Linked DNA regions of Ovis aries: region 1 is linked to region 2. Evidence: chromatin contacts called from public Hi-C data. All regions are on one chromosome and are shown on one strand. Each heading gives the region's core, a stretch centred on a gene start, on an enhancer-like site or on the middle of the called end of the contact. The rest is flanking DNA. Distances are from core to core; before and after follow the strand shown. Region 1 has its middle 8.1 kb from the start of TRNAS-GGA. Region 2 has its middle 5.2 kb from the start of TRNAG-CCC.

Region 1 (6,528 bases), core at 1,866-4,365, 820 kb before region 2:
TCGTGTCAGGACAGACTGGAGTGAGGATCCAGAGTGTTAATCTCATTTCTAACCTTTGCTTAGAAGTCACTTAAGGATGTGAAATCAAGAGAAGGAGGAGGAAATCAAGAGAAAAGATGATGTGGGATCCGGGAAGGTAGTAGGAAGGCCTCCTAAAATTCCTTTCCCAAGTTTCATAATTCAAAGAGGCCGTTGTCTCTCTGCGTCCCTCCCTCCCTTCTTTCCCCTTCCCATTAGCTTTGAGTCTCGAGGATGGCTTGATACCACACGTGGGTGTGCACACACACTCACACACATGCGTCGCTGTTCACTTCTGGATGCAGTTCTTTGCTTTGCAACTGATTTTCTTTCTTAAAGTCCTCCTGGCAAATTTCTAGTGAGATTGTCCACTGCTAGACTTTTCTAGTACTAAGTTCTTTCTAAATGGAAGTATAGTGGTGGTTTAGTGCCTAAGTCGTGTCTGACTCCTGCGACCCCATTGACAGTAGCCTGCCAGGCTCCTCTATCCCTGGGATTCTCCAGGCAAGAATACTGGAGTGGGTTCCCATTCCCTTCTCCGGGGTATCTTCCCAACGCAGGAATCAAACCTGTGTCTCCTGCATTGCAGGCAGATTCTTTACCAACTGAGCTACAGGGAAGCCCAAATGCAAGGGTAAATGTTTCGGTAAACACTCTCATGCATTAAACTGACCGGCCACCGCTCCTATGTGATTGGCTGCCTCGCCATCCCCCACAGGGCTCTTGCTGAGCTACACATCTGTCTGCTCTCCCGCTTTTCTCAGGGTCCACTTTTGTTTGCCTCTCCAGTCTGGTCTATTCTGATATCCTTCCGCTTTCCTCTTCCCCATAGTGATTATCTTCTCACAATATCTATGCCCGTGGATGGAAACGGGGGCGGGGAACAGAGTTTCACCAAAAGCCCCTCACCTCTTGACTTGAAGTGCTGCCAAGTAATAAAGCTGTCACTCACAAGGCTCTGTGGCCAGGGGTCTCGGTCAAGGTCTGTATGAATTCAAATGCACATAAATTGAACCAAACCTAGGATAAATGCCATGGAATTAAAGTATAGAAATTTTCAAGGTGGCCTCCACACATCAAGGGAGAATCTCTGTATTAGTTTTCATTCTGGTTAAAAAGTATATATAGATATAAAAAGTCTATATTGACACTAGACACGGGGTGCTTATTGATTACTGGCATTCCTTCAGAGGTTAACTCCTCAGTGACTTATGTTGCTAAAAGGCAGATGATCGTCCAAACACAGCCAGGAGTGTCCACTCTGCTCCTCGGGCAGGGATCCTCAGCCCGCTCAGTCCTTCCCACAGGAAGGTGAAGTGATTTGTCTAAGGTCAACAAGATTGATTAAAAATAAAAATAGATGGAGGTCACTGTGAATGCAAAATGTGCTCAGTCGCTTCAGTTGTGTCCGACTCTGCGACCCCATGAACTGTAACTTGCCAGGCTTCTCTGTCCATGGGATTCTCCAGGCAAGAATGCTGGAGTGGGTTGCCATGCCTTCCTCCAGAAGATCTTCCCAACCCAAGAACTGAACCTGCACCTCCTGCGTCTGCCATATTGTGGGCAGATTCTTTACCGCTGAGCCACTGTGGGATTTAAGGCGAAAGAACTCAGAGAGATGTGGGGATTCGTGAAAAAGTCAGGAAAGCCACAGATGTTTACACACCAAGCATGGCAGATAAATACTCAGAGCAACAAATTCCAGGAATAAATAGCCATTGTGGGAAAAGTAAATGTATCTTTTAGAACCTAAAAGAGTAAGTCAAAAACATAAGCAAACACAAGGCACCTTAGGAACACAATCCCAACTTGAGCTAACAGACTTGAAAATTTGTTCCTTATGCGGGGTGTAATCTTAGGGCACATTCCAATGATCAGTCAATGTAATTCACAACAAAGTTAACCTGAATACAGTTCCCAAAGTAGAGACCGACAGACTCTATTCTCTGACAATCTGATCACCATCTCAGAAAACTGAAGATGGCCATCTTCTTCTGATATCACAGACATTAAGAACACAGACATTAAGAACTGACTTCCTTCATTTCTTCCCTGGTGAGAAAATCAGACTCATGGAGACCTGGAATCCCACCATCCACACATCACTGATGTGTCCTGCGGGTAGAATGCCCATACCTGCCTTGTCCGTTGGCACCACCATTTCACTGTTTATAGGCATTTCCACAACATGGAAGGAATTCAGAATAGGAGTCTAGGTTAGAAATATATATTTGGTAGCCAGTAACACTTAGATGCACCCCAAGCTATGACACTGGAGATGTCATTAAAGGAGTGAGTGTAGATCAAAAACGCAAGAGGCTGATGTGTTGGTTAAGGGTCCCAGAGAGGAGGAGGATTGTTGGGAAAGGGGGGGAAGGGTTAGATGCAAGACTTTTTACTGAAGCCCACCCAGTCTTCCCAGTTTCCCACGTGGTTCAGTGGGTAAAGAATCTGCCTGCAACGCAGGAGACATAGGAGACTTGGGTTAGATCCCTGGGTTGGGAAGGTCCTCTGGAGAAGGGATGGCAACCCGTTCCAGTATTCTTGCCTGGAGAATCCCCATGGACAGAGGAGCCTGGTGGGCTACAGTCCATAGGGTCAAAGAGGCGAATGCGCCTGAGTGCCTGAGCACGCACAAGCATGCACACACCAGATCTCTCACTGCATGCAGTCCAGGAGCTGCTGCCAGAGGAGGTCTCCAGGGATGCGTGGGTGGAGAGGCAGAACAAACTGGAAGGAGTAAAGGGCCACGGGTGTGATTAATTAATCCTTTAAAAAGGACTGTTGATGGAAACAAGCTGTATGCTACTCTGATTTTTTTCTTTTAATAATCTATTTTTTCTTTCTGTGTGCTCCTAAGATTTTTTTTTGTTCTAATTTACCAATTTCCTCGGGCTAGAGCCACATGGATTGGTTTGCTATAGCTGCCAACACAAGGAACCACAGTCTGGGCTGGTTTTCACCAAGAATTCATTTCCTCACAGTTCTGGAGGCTGGAAGTCTGAGATGGTGATGGGGACAGGGTTGGTTCATTCTGAGGGATGCGAGGGAAGGGTGTGTTCCAGGCCTGCCTCCTTGGCTTGTAGGTGGCCACCTTCCCACTGTGTGTTCACACCGTCTTCCTGCTATTCATGTCTGTATCTGTGTCCGTATATTCCTATTTTGCGAGGACACAAGTCATACTGGCCCACCCTACTCCCTATGACCTCGTCTTAACTAATTAGAAAAGCAGCAAATCTGTTTCCAAGTAAAGTCACATTCTGAGGTCCTTGGAGACAGGACTTTAACATACAAACTTGGAGGGGGACCCAATTTAGCCCATAACATTGAGCACGTGCCTTCTACAAAGTAGGGCACATGGCAGAGTACTAATATCGCTTAAGACAAGTCGGTCCTGCCAGTTGCTGGTCTGACTCTTCATTCGGATGAGAGGATTCTTTCCCGTTTGCTGCAATAGCTCTTCTTCACATGTCCTGTTTCTTGTCGAATTATTTTCTCGTCACACGTTCCGTCTCCTTGGTCGCATCCTCCAAGTCTCCTCTTTCTCCTCATGATTTCCCTCTTTGTATTTTTGCTTTATGTTCTGAGATAATCATTCCACTTGGTCTTTTATGGAAGATCTGAACAAATACATGAACACTCATGTATTGGATTTTGAAAATCATGTCTTTACAAATTCATTTCATGCTTTTGGTGAAGCTCCTTGAGAATTCTTACTAGTGCGTGGATAACATTCTCACCCGACTCTTCCAGTTCTGTCTTCCCAAGTGGGAGGCACCAGTTTGATGTGTCTGCTGCCTTGGTTTCTTCTCTCTGGTGACTGAGACCTTGGCAGTGAGTATCTTCTTTCTTCCCTCTTCTATGCTTCGTGACTCCATCTCATTGGCCATTAGGAAAAGCTGCAAGAAACTCTTAAGCAACAGCAAACCTGTGTGAGGTAAAAGGCAAACAAGTTTCTGGTCTCTCTGAGTGGCAGTCAACCAACTCTCATGCAGAGGGACAAACCACTGAGCTCTCCTATCTTCCCAGGGGAAAGAGTAACTCTGTCCCCAAAACAGAGACAGGATCAATGTGGGTCTCCAGGCAACTGCCCAGCTGGATGGGCACCCCACAGAGATCCTCTGAAACTAGGCAGCTTCTAAGAAGTGACCTCTCCCACAGTGGTTTCTGGGTCCCTGCTGGCTGATCAGTCAAGGGATGGTGGATGCTTGGTCTCTGCTCTAGTTCTCAAGGCAAGGCAAAGACGCCTCTGCTCTTGGTTTTCAGCAACCATCCCACTTTGTATTTGTATTTGTATTTCCTTGTGGAGACCCTGCTCCAACCCGTGGCTTCAGGTTCTACTAACTCTTTGTTCTTTTATGTCCACTGTACAGGCAATTAGGAGGAAGAGGTCAGATAAGCACAACCTGCCAGCTTCCTATCACCCTGCTACCACGCTTTAGGGAAAAATTGTTGACAGTCTCCCTGGCATCCATTACCCACCTCTCCTTCCCACTATCCCAGAGCATCAGTGGTTCTAGAAGGGGAAATCCATGTGGTTCTAGAGAAGCTGGCTCCACCGTTGGATTTAGGAGTGGAGTGAGTGACCTGGGTTAAGCAGTCACAGTGGGATTAGCCCAGGAATGGACAAATATTTCAAACTACACCAACCAGCTTTCCAGAAATCCTGGCAAGGATTCTCCTCTCACCCTTCCCAATGAATGTGATCAAAAATATGTGGAGCCCCAGGAACTGTTGGCAAGAATTTTGAGATCATGATGGAAGCCATTTTAGGTTGAATCAGCAGCATGAAAACAGAGCGGAAAGCTCCAAAGACACAAGTTCTTGATGGCATTATCAAGCTCAGATCCATATTTTAATGTCCAGACTCATATATTCTCTACTAATGAAGTGCCGCCTCCGTAACACACATGTGTGTGTAACATGTATGGGTAACATGTATATGTGCGGACAACATCTGAAGAAGTGTCTAGAGTACTGTCTTCCCTGTCATGCATAAAACAGAGGAATGCCATCTTTTTGTTGTGTTAATACCTCTGCGTTGCTTGTAAGGCCACACGACCAGTGCTCTTTTCCCTCGCTCCTGATAGAGACCTCAAAAGGAATTCAGACCCTCAGGGGGTTACAGTCCTAGGCAATCCATCAGCAGATATTTAATTCCTAAGAAGCTTACTTTTATCTACAAAATGAGTCTGTTTTTAACACATAAGGCAGGGTAATGCAATCTTAAGGAATTGTGTCATGGATACTGTCATTTATCTTTTATTCTTTCAGAACTCCCCAGCATTTCTTAACTTTGTTACGAAATGCAGCGTCGCAAACTTCTTAATTGGTGCGCAAGGTACCCAGTCTTCAGCACTGACCTGGGGGAATCACTGTGATCAGGTAGATGAGACATCTTGAATTCGTTCTAGCTTTATTTTCTGAAATAAGGTGTATTTAATGGCGTGCTGCAATTCATGGGGTCACAAAGAGTCGGACACGACTGAGCGACTGAACTGAACTGAAGAAATACTTACCATTTTTCCTTTTTTTAAGCTTGGAAATGAGATATGATGACCACGGTGACAGACAGGTCTAGGTTCTCGCATCTTCTCCCCATACCCCACCCCCACCATGATCCCATTCATCGGTGTATTCATCTCTGTATTGGAGAGGGCAATAGCGACCCACTCCAGTACTCTTGCCTGGAAAATCCCATGGGTGGAGGAGCCTGATGATACTCTCCACCTGGGGGTAGGCAGGACCTCAGGCTTAGCTGCAACTGATCCAGTCCGGCCAAAGTGGTGAGCTGCTGCTCTGCGATGAGGTACATCGTTCAAGACCCTGTTGCTTGAAGACTTGCTCTAATCTCTCTCGCCATTGCTGGCCTTGAAGAAGTGATCTGCTGTGAGTCCTACAACTTCAAGGAAGCTTCCCCAAGCAAGCATCTGATGAGAATTCATCGCTGGTCACTATCCTAACTACAGCCTGTGATTCTAGGCAAAGACTCAACTCAGAGTGCCTGGGCTCTTAACCCAGAAAACACTGTGAAAGATAAATGTGTGTTGTCTTCAACCACCATATGGTATGTTTTGTAATGTAAGAAAGTAATGCATCAACTTACAGATTCTGTCTGAAAGTCGCTTCTCTGGCTGATGCATAAGTTGGTTGGAATATTCCAACCAATTTCATTGAGTTTGTATTTCTTCAGATAAGAGGTATGAGAATGTTTATAGTAACACTCTCTCAGCTTAGAAGTGGTTCTAAAATATATAGCATTTCTACTTTTCCTGCCTGCTTTCTACATGCTCTCAAAGTCAGAACAGTTGAGCCGAGCCAAGCCAACAGCTGGAGAAGGGAGGGGCCAGGTCTTTCCAGATTATTGCTGTGTCCCCAGCTTCCAGTGAGGGTCTGTCATACGACAGGCTCAATACATATTTGTTGAATAAATGAATAACAAATGAATAAATGTTTGTTATCATATTCTTCTTGCTGTTACCTCACTCTCTGTCTTGGGCTCTGTGGTAA
Region 2 (6,477 bases), core at 2,850-5,349:
ATACACACAGACATGCACATATGCAGACACACGCATAGACATCTACACACACACACACACACACACACAGACGATGAAAATTTCTCTTTTGGCTCTTTAAGTACAGAAACCAGGGAAGGAAATGTACAAACAATTCACTTTGGCCAAGCAAACTCCTGGGCAATGCTAGGAGCTGGTGAACTATACAGGGAGTCAGGGTTCTCTTTCATCCCTTCCCCTTCAACCCTTGGTAGAGGCACTAATGAACAAATGCAGCCAAGCCACCTAGGAGGAGTGATACCGGGCAAAAGAGTCCAGTCGGCCGGAGTGTTGGAAAAGCCCTAGGTGAGCTCTCCTTCTCATCCTTGCTGGGCTGGTCCAGGCTCAGAAAGGAAAGAAATACAGCTCCTGCTTCCAAGGACTTATAGCTGGACCTCCATAAAACACACCTCTCAGGGTGGATGGTACATCATGTTACAGGGACCATGAGAGTGAGGGAACGCAAGGGAGTGGGTGCTTAGCAGTGGAAGAGGGGAAAGATTTATGGGGAAAGAGGCATGGGCTAAACTCTTTGGTTGGAAGGGCTCAGGACAGAGAGTGAGGCCAGGGCAGGCACACAGGCACTCTCACTGGGCTAGTGTGAAGGGAAACTTCTGGCCAAGGACCCCAAGGACATATGGAATCATGTTAACAGGTTCTTATGCTGAGGAGTTCTATGCATTTTCTAAACATTTATTTTATATTGGAAGATAATTGCTTTACAAAGTTGTGTTGGTTTCTGCCATACACCAACGTGAATTAGCCATAGGCATACACATGTCCCCTCCCTCTTGAACCTCCTTCCCACTTGCCACCCCATCTCACCCCTTTAAGTCATCACAGGGCACCAGGCTGAGCTCACTGTGTTATACAGCAACTTTTCACTGGCTATGTAGTTTACATATGGTAATGTATATATTTCAAGGCTGTTCTCTCAATTCTCTCCTTCCCGTGCTGTGTCCACAGTCTGTTCTCTATGTCTGAGTCCCTATTCCTGCCCTGCAAATAGGTTCATCAGTACCACTTTTCTAAATTCCATATATATATGAAATATATGATACTAGTTTAATATAAGAACATATATCGTTAATATACGATACTTGTTTTTCTCTTTCTGACTTACTTCACTCTGTACAACATGCTCTAGGTTCATCCACTTAGTTCTATGCATTTTAAATGTGCTTTCTGGATCTCTGAAAGGGGGCTATTATCTACACAGGTTTCTATAAGAATTCAACCACAGACTCTATTCTGCTCAGCAGGATGCAGCCTGTAAATCCTGATATGAGCAGATGGTGGAGGCTGTGAGGGTTATGAGGAGGTGACAGGTTGTAGCTGGAAGATAGGACAAGTGGGTCCTGACTCTAATGCACAGCAGAGTTAATCCAGTCTGCTAGATCAATAGCATGTGGAGCTGGAAAGTCGCTGTTGGCTAAAAAGGTCTGACCCTGGGTTGAGGGGCTGAATAAGAGGTGAGGGGATGGATCTTAGTTGATCGTTCTCTCTGTGGTTGGAAAGAGAAGGTGCACAGAGAAATCTCCAGGTCCAGTCATTTATAAACAGAGACAAGTCTATATTGATAATGGGGATTCCGGTGGGAGTGGGTGATGCAGGTCTGGTAGCAGCTACACCGTAGAAGCAGGCTCTGCACTGGGGCTGAGGCCTGGAGACTCACTCTGGACCATCCAAGGGTGCCAAGTCCAAGTCTGGCCCTGGGTTTTAGCAGTACCTCCAAGGCACAAAGAACTCTCCAGCCTTGGGGTCCACGTGTGAACAGAGAGGCCTTTGGCCCTTGATCCTGGAAAGTCTGGACAAACGAAGACCATGCAGCGGCTGCCCTTGCTCTTATGAGTCCAGTTTTGGCATCTGGTCCCAGAGTTGCCGCCTGGGTGCTGAGGATCTCTTGGACTCCTTGTGTAAGGCCAGGCTCTGTAGATGCCTGGGAGGCAAAGTTTAGGGAGATTTCCCCCCACTGCTGCCAAAGAATTCATGCTTTAGAACTGTGGTGCTAGAGAAGACCCTTGAGAGCCTCTGGGACAGCAAGGAGATCAAACTAGTCTATCCTAAAGAGATCAACTCTGAATATTCATTAGAAGGATTGATGCTGAAGCTGAAGCTCTAATACTTTACCCGCCTGATGTGAAGCGCCAACTCATTAGAAAAGACTCTGATTCTGGGAAAGACTGAAGGCAAGAGGAGAAGAGGATGAGATGGTTGGATGTCATCATCGACTCAATGGACATGAGTGTGAGCAAACTGTGAGATAATGAAGGACAGGAAGGCCTGGAGTGCTGCAGTCCACAGGGTCACAAAAAGTTGAACATGACTTACTGCCTGAACAACAAGTCCCCACTGCCCTCAAAGCCTGCCCTTCTTTCTCTAATCCATTCCTCATCCAGCACATAAGTTCTAACTCTAGCCTCACCCTCTCATGCTGCAGAAAGATATGATAAGGCGTGATGCACAGGTTGGAGCTTATTTCTTGAGCTGAATCTCCCCATGTGGGGACCAGGACTTTGCCTGGAGGTGCTATGGTGGGAGGGCTTGGACTCAGCTCCCAAGTGGGTCACTTGAAATTCTTCATGGTGGTGTGCCCAAGTGCAGGGGAAACTGGACCACAAAGCACATTTGTTTAGGGTCTAAATCCCTGCCCTCTGTGTGAATGTTATCCGCAGATCAGGAGTCAGTTAACTAGAAGGAAGTAAGAGAAAATGTAGAAACACCAACCTAGAAGGGTGATCTGTCACTCTTGACATTTCTCAGATATTTGGGGGTGTGTCAAGGAGGCAGCTCATCCTTGGCTTTGCTCCATGTCTGGGAATCAGGAAACGATATTTCAGCCCTGCAGTGGGATTTCCTCCACTTGCTGACGATCGGTGACCTGGGTGGAATAGAAAGAGCTCCGAGTAAGTATTTATGAACTCCACAGGCTCTAACCACACCCATCTTGGGGACTTAGTTGCTCCCCTTGTAAAACAGGGTGGGTTAGACCTGGGGACCCTTTGTGTTACCCCCTTAGAACCTGCATCCAAACCATGCTGACTACATAGCAAATACATTGTTTATAGATTTCTTTTAATCAAAGGCTTGGACTATACAAGCCTGAATTAAGCAATCTGAGTATTTCTGAAGTCTGAGTGGCCTTCTCCAGGAATATGTGGTGAGTCCTTTAGTTCCCAAAATTCTAGACTGGGGAAGAACAGGCGTGAATGAGGGACCCTTCCACCTCAACCATTCAGCTTCCCACCTCAAAATGAGCTCATCTCAAGGTCAGGCCAGCAGGAATGAACGCGAGCCAGGCAGATCTTTACAAGAGGACTTAAAGAAGCCTTTCAAATTCCCTCTACTGGTCAATATCTAATGGCAGATTAGAAATTGCTTCCCTGAATAGAGTAGCCAGCTGCTAACCACTTACATTTGAAGTAAATCACTCACTACATCTTTTTACCAGCCAAAATGTGGTTTCCAATACTGCAACCTGTCGTTGACTTTCAGGCTTTTGTGGAAATACTGCTGCTAAGTCACTTCAGTCGTGTCCGACTCTGTGCAACCCCACAGACGGCAGCCCACCAGGCTCCCCCATCCCTGGGATTCTCCAGGCAAAAACACTGGAGTGGGTTGCCATTTCCTTCTCCAATGCATGAAAGTGAAAAGTGAAAGTGAAGTTGCTCAGTCGTGCCCGACTCAGCGACCCCATGGACTGCAGCCTACCAGGCTCCTCCATCCATGGGATTTTCCAGGCAAGAGTACTGGAGTGGGGTGCCATTGCCTTCTCCGTTGTGGAAATAGGCGGAACCTAAATCACTGCCTCTGGGGCTTCCCAGGTGGCGCTAGTGGTAAAGAACCCAGTAGGCCTAAAAGAGGAGGGTTCGATCCCTGGGTCAGGCAGATCCCCTGGCGGAGGGCACGGCAACCCACTTCAGTATTCTTGCCTGGAGAATTCCATGGACAGAGGAGCCTGGCAGGCTGCAGTCCACAGCGTCGCAAAGAGTCAAGACAGGACTGGAGTCACTTCGCCAGCAGGCTTGCAAATTGCTGCCTCCAAGACTGGTGAACTCTCCTAGGTGTTGCGCTGCCACCTAGTGGCCGCTGGGGGAGCGGCCCCGCTGGGTGTTTGTCCTGCAGCCAAGGGCGCCCCGGTCAGCCATGCTCCTGGGAGGGAGCCAGGGAGCCTGCTGCCTTTCTGCCATGGTCTGGTCAGACTGCCTATGTTGACTCGATGGGATGGTCATCCCTCCCATCTTTGTCTTTCCCTTCTTTTCCTCACTTCCCATCTCTTCAAAGGGGTTCAATCCAATGAAATAACCCCCCACTTCCCCCCGCCCCACCCCCTGCAGCACATGGCAAGGTTTTTGCTTGGAGAGGAGGCTTCTAAGTCTCAGAAATTACCCTGGATTTGGCCCTAGCACAGGCTGACTGAGCCCCAGCAGGTTAGGACTGCACCATTAGATTCAGGAGGACCGGACCCCTAATCTTCCGTTTCAGGAAGATGGCTCACTTGGGGATCTTTGTTCTGCCCTGGCACCCCTAGTTCACTAGGTCATTGTAAGAGGGTGCCCAGCAGCCCAGAACGACCTCACCAGGTTGTCACGTGGTGGCTTCAGAGCAGCTAACACTTGTGGGTGCCTCCCTGAACATGAACTGCACAGAGATGCTACCCCATTCCTGGGTGGCCCCGGGGCTGGCGCCTGTGGGCTTCTCAGATGGCTTGAGAAACAGTCCACAGACAGGCTTGTGGACCAAGGGGTGGTGGACTCTGGGTGGGGGGAACCCTGGGTCGCACACCCGGTTCCCTTCCTGCTTCCTGCCCTGATCAGACTTCCCATCACCTCCTCCCCAAGAAGCCCTCTGTACAGGTGGGATGATTATCACTGATTTAGCAGCTAAAGCTGCACCAGGGAGGAGGTGGCTTTCTCCAGGCACCTGTGAGAGACGCAGAGGGAACTGGGGCCTGGTCCAATTTCACAATTTCCTTGAGCTCTTTCACTTGGGAGGGGGCTGGAGAGCAGAGGGGCTCCACCCTGAGGCCCTACAGTTCTGGTTTAGAATGATGACCTTGGGGTTGTGATGACTAAGGCTCTGTGGGGTCATAGGGCAAAGCCAGAACACAGTGGCTGGACTGGGCACAATCCCTCCTCAGATCTGGCTGAACAAACCCACACAGAGAGGCCCTGATGAGAGCCAGGAAGCCGCAGCTTGTGGGGACATGGCCCTGGGCAGACCTGCCTGTCTACCCTGTCACTGTTCCCTTGTCCGGGTGGGTGAGGGTCTTGGGAAACCCCTTTCAGTACCTTTACCTGCCTGCTGCCCACCTGCGCGGCCCATGCCCAGCACCAGGTAAACACAGCAGCTGTTTGACACCAACTATCAATGCCTGGGCACTTTCTCCAGGTGAGCCTGACCTCCCCCAGCTCCCAGCAATTCTGTGTCTCCCTGTGGCTGGCTCTGTCTGTGAAAAGCTTTTGGGGCCGTATGGGATGGGCCAGACATAGGGGAGCAGGGGGGAAGGAATCCTGGATTCTAGCAGAGCCCCCTTTTGTCCAGGTGACTTCTGACATCTTGTCTCCCCACCACCACCACTGCCATGCCCACTGTCTGACTGGCCAGAATTGGGGTGAATGCTGGGGGCAGATAAAGGATCTGTGGCCGTGAACGTGGGTCTCTAGGCTGTTAAACACAGCTGTTCAGAGATCATAGTGGAGTACCTCAGATGGTTCCCATTTCTCTGCCTGACCTGGAGGCAGGGGGGCCTAGGTTGGGGGTAGCAGTTCCTAGCCAGGCTATTGGAGGCATGGACCCATAGTAAAAGTATTTCTTTATGCAAATATAATCATGTCTGAAACAAAGTGTTAGTTGTTCAGTTGTGCCCAACTCTTTGCTACCCCCATGGGCTCTGGCCTGCCAGGCTCCTCTGTCCATGGGATTCTCCAGGCAAGAATACTGGAGTGGGGTGCTGTGCCCTCCTCCAAGGGATCTTCCTGACCCTGGGATCAAACCTGGGTCTCCCACATTGCAGGCAGATTCTTTACCATCTGAGCCACGAGTCAGCTGAATCACAGATTCTCTGAGTGAGAATATTCCTCTAAGGTCAGCATTTCTGAGCCCATGGGCCTTGAAGGGACACAGAAGCAGACACGCGGGTACACAGCGATGGCACCTGCCTTCTCAAAGGACTCTCAGGACTCTCAGGACCCTGCACTTTTGCTGCTACCTGCCCACAGATGTCCTCAGCTACACAGCACTGTGTTCTGACCCTGTGCTGGTCTGGGTGCTGGGACCCAGGGTGATTGGTACCCGGTGGATTGGTACTGCCCTCCTGCCTGTGACCCTGACCCCGACCCCTGCAGACTTGTGGACTCTGTGGGGACAGAGTCCGGTCTCCTCTGGCTCAGGGATCAGGAACCTGCCTGGTGCTGCAGGGAGCAGGAGGGGTCAGGCCAAGCACCCTCACTGAGAAAG

The links. Hi-C and Micro-C count contacts between places; a contact is called where the count stands out from the background.
Region 1: a Hi-C map of muscle shows a contact between it and region 2, with 5 times the contacts expected there. The contact joins two enhancer-like sites. A contact is called at or near these places in 9 of 16 Hi-C or Micro-C datasets (blood, liver, mixed tissues and 4 more).

The regions. Positions count from the first base shown.
Region 1 is chr2:26,746,633-26,753,160 of ARS-UI_Ramb_v3.0, reverse strand. No RefSeq gene overlaps it. Among named protein-coding and RNA genes, the nearest start is that of TRNAS-GGA, 8.1 kb to the right of the region's middle. Within about 2 kb of position 3,115, at least 1 of the 54 cell types and tissues checked has an H3K27ac peak or open chromatin away from gene starts, as enhancers often do.
Region 2 is chr2:25,928,908-25,935,384 of ARS-UI_Ramb_v3.0, reverse strand. No RefSeq gene overlaps it. Among named protein-coding and RNA genes, the nearest start is that of TRNAG-CCC, 5.2 kb to the left of the region's middle. Within about 2 kb of position 4,099, at least 5 of the 54 cell types and tissues checked have an H3K27ac peak or open chromatin away from gene starts, as enhancers often do.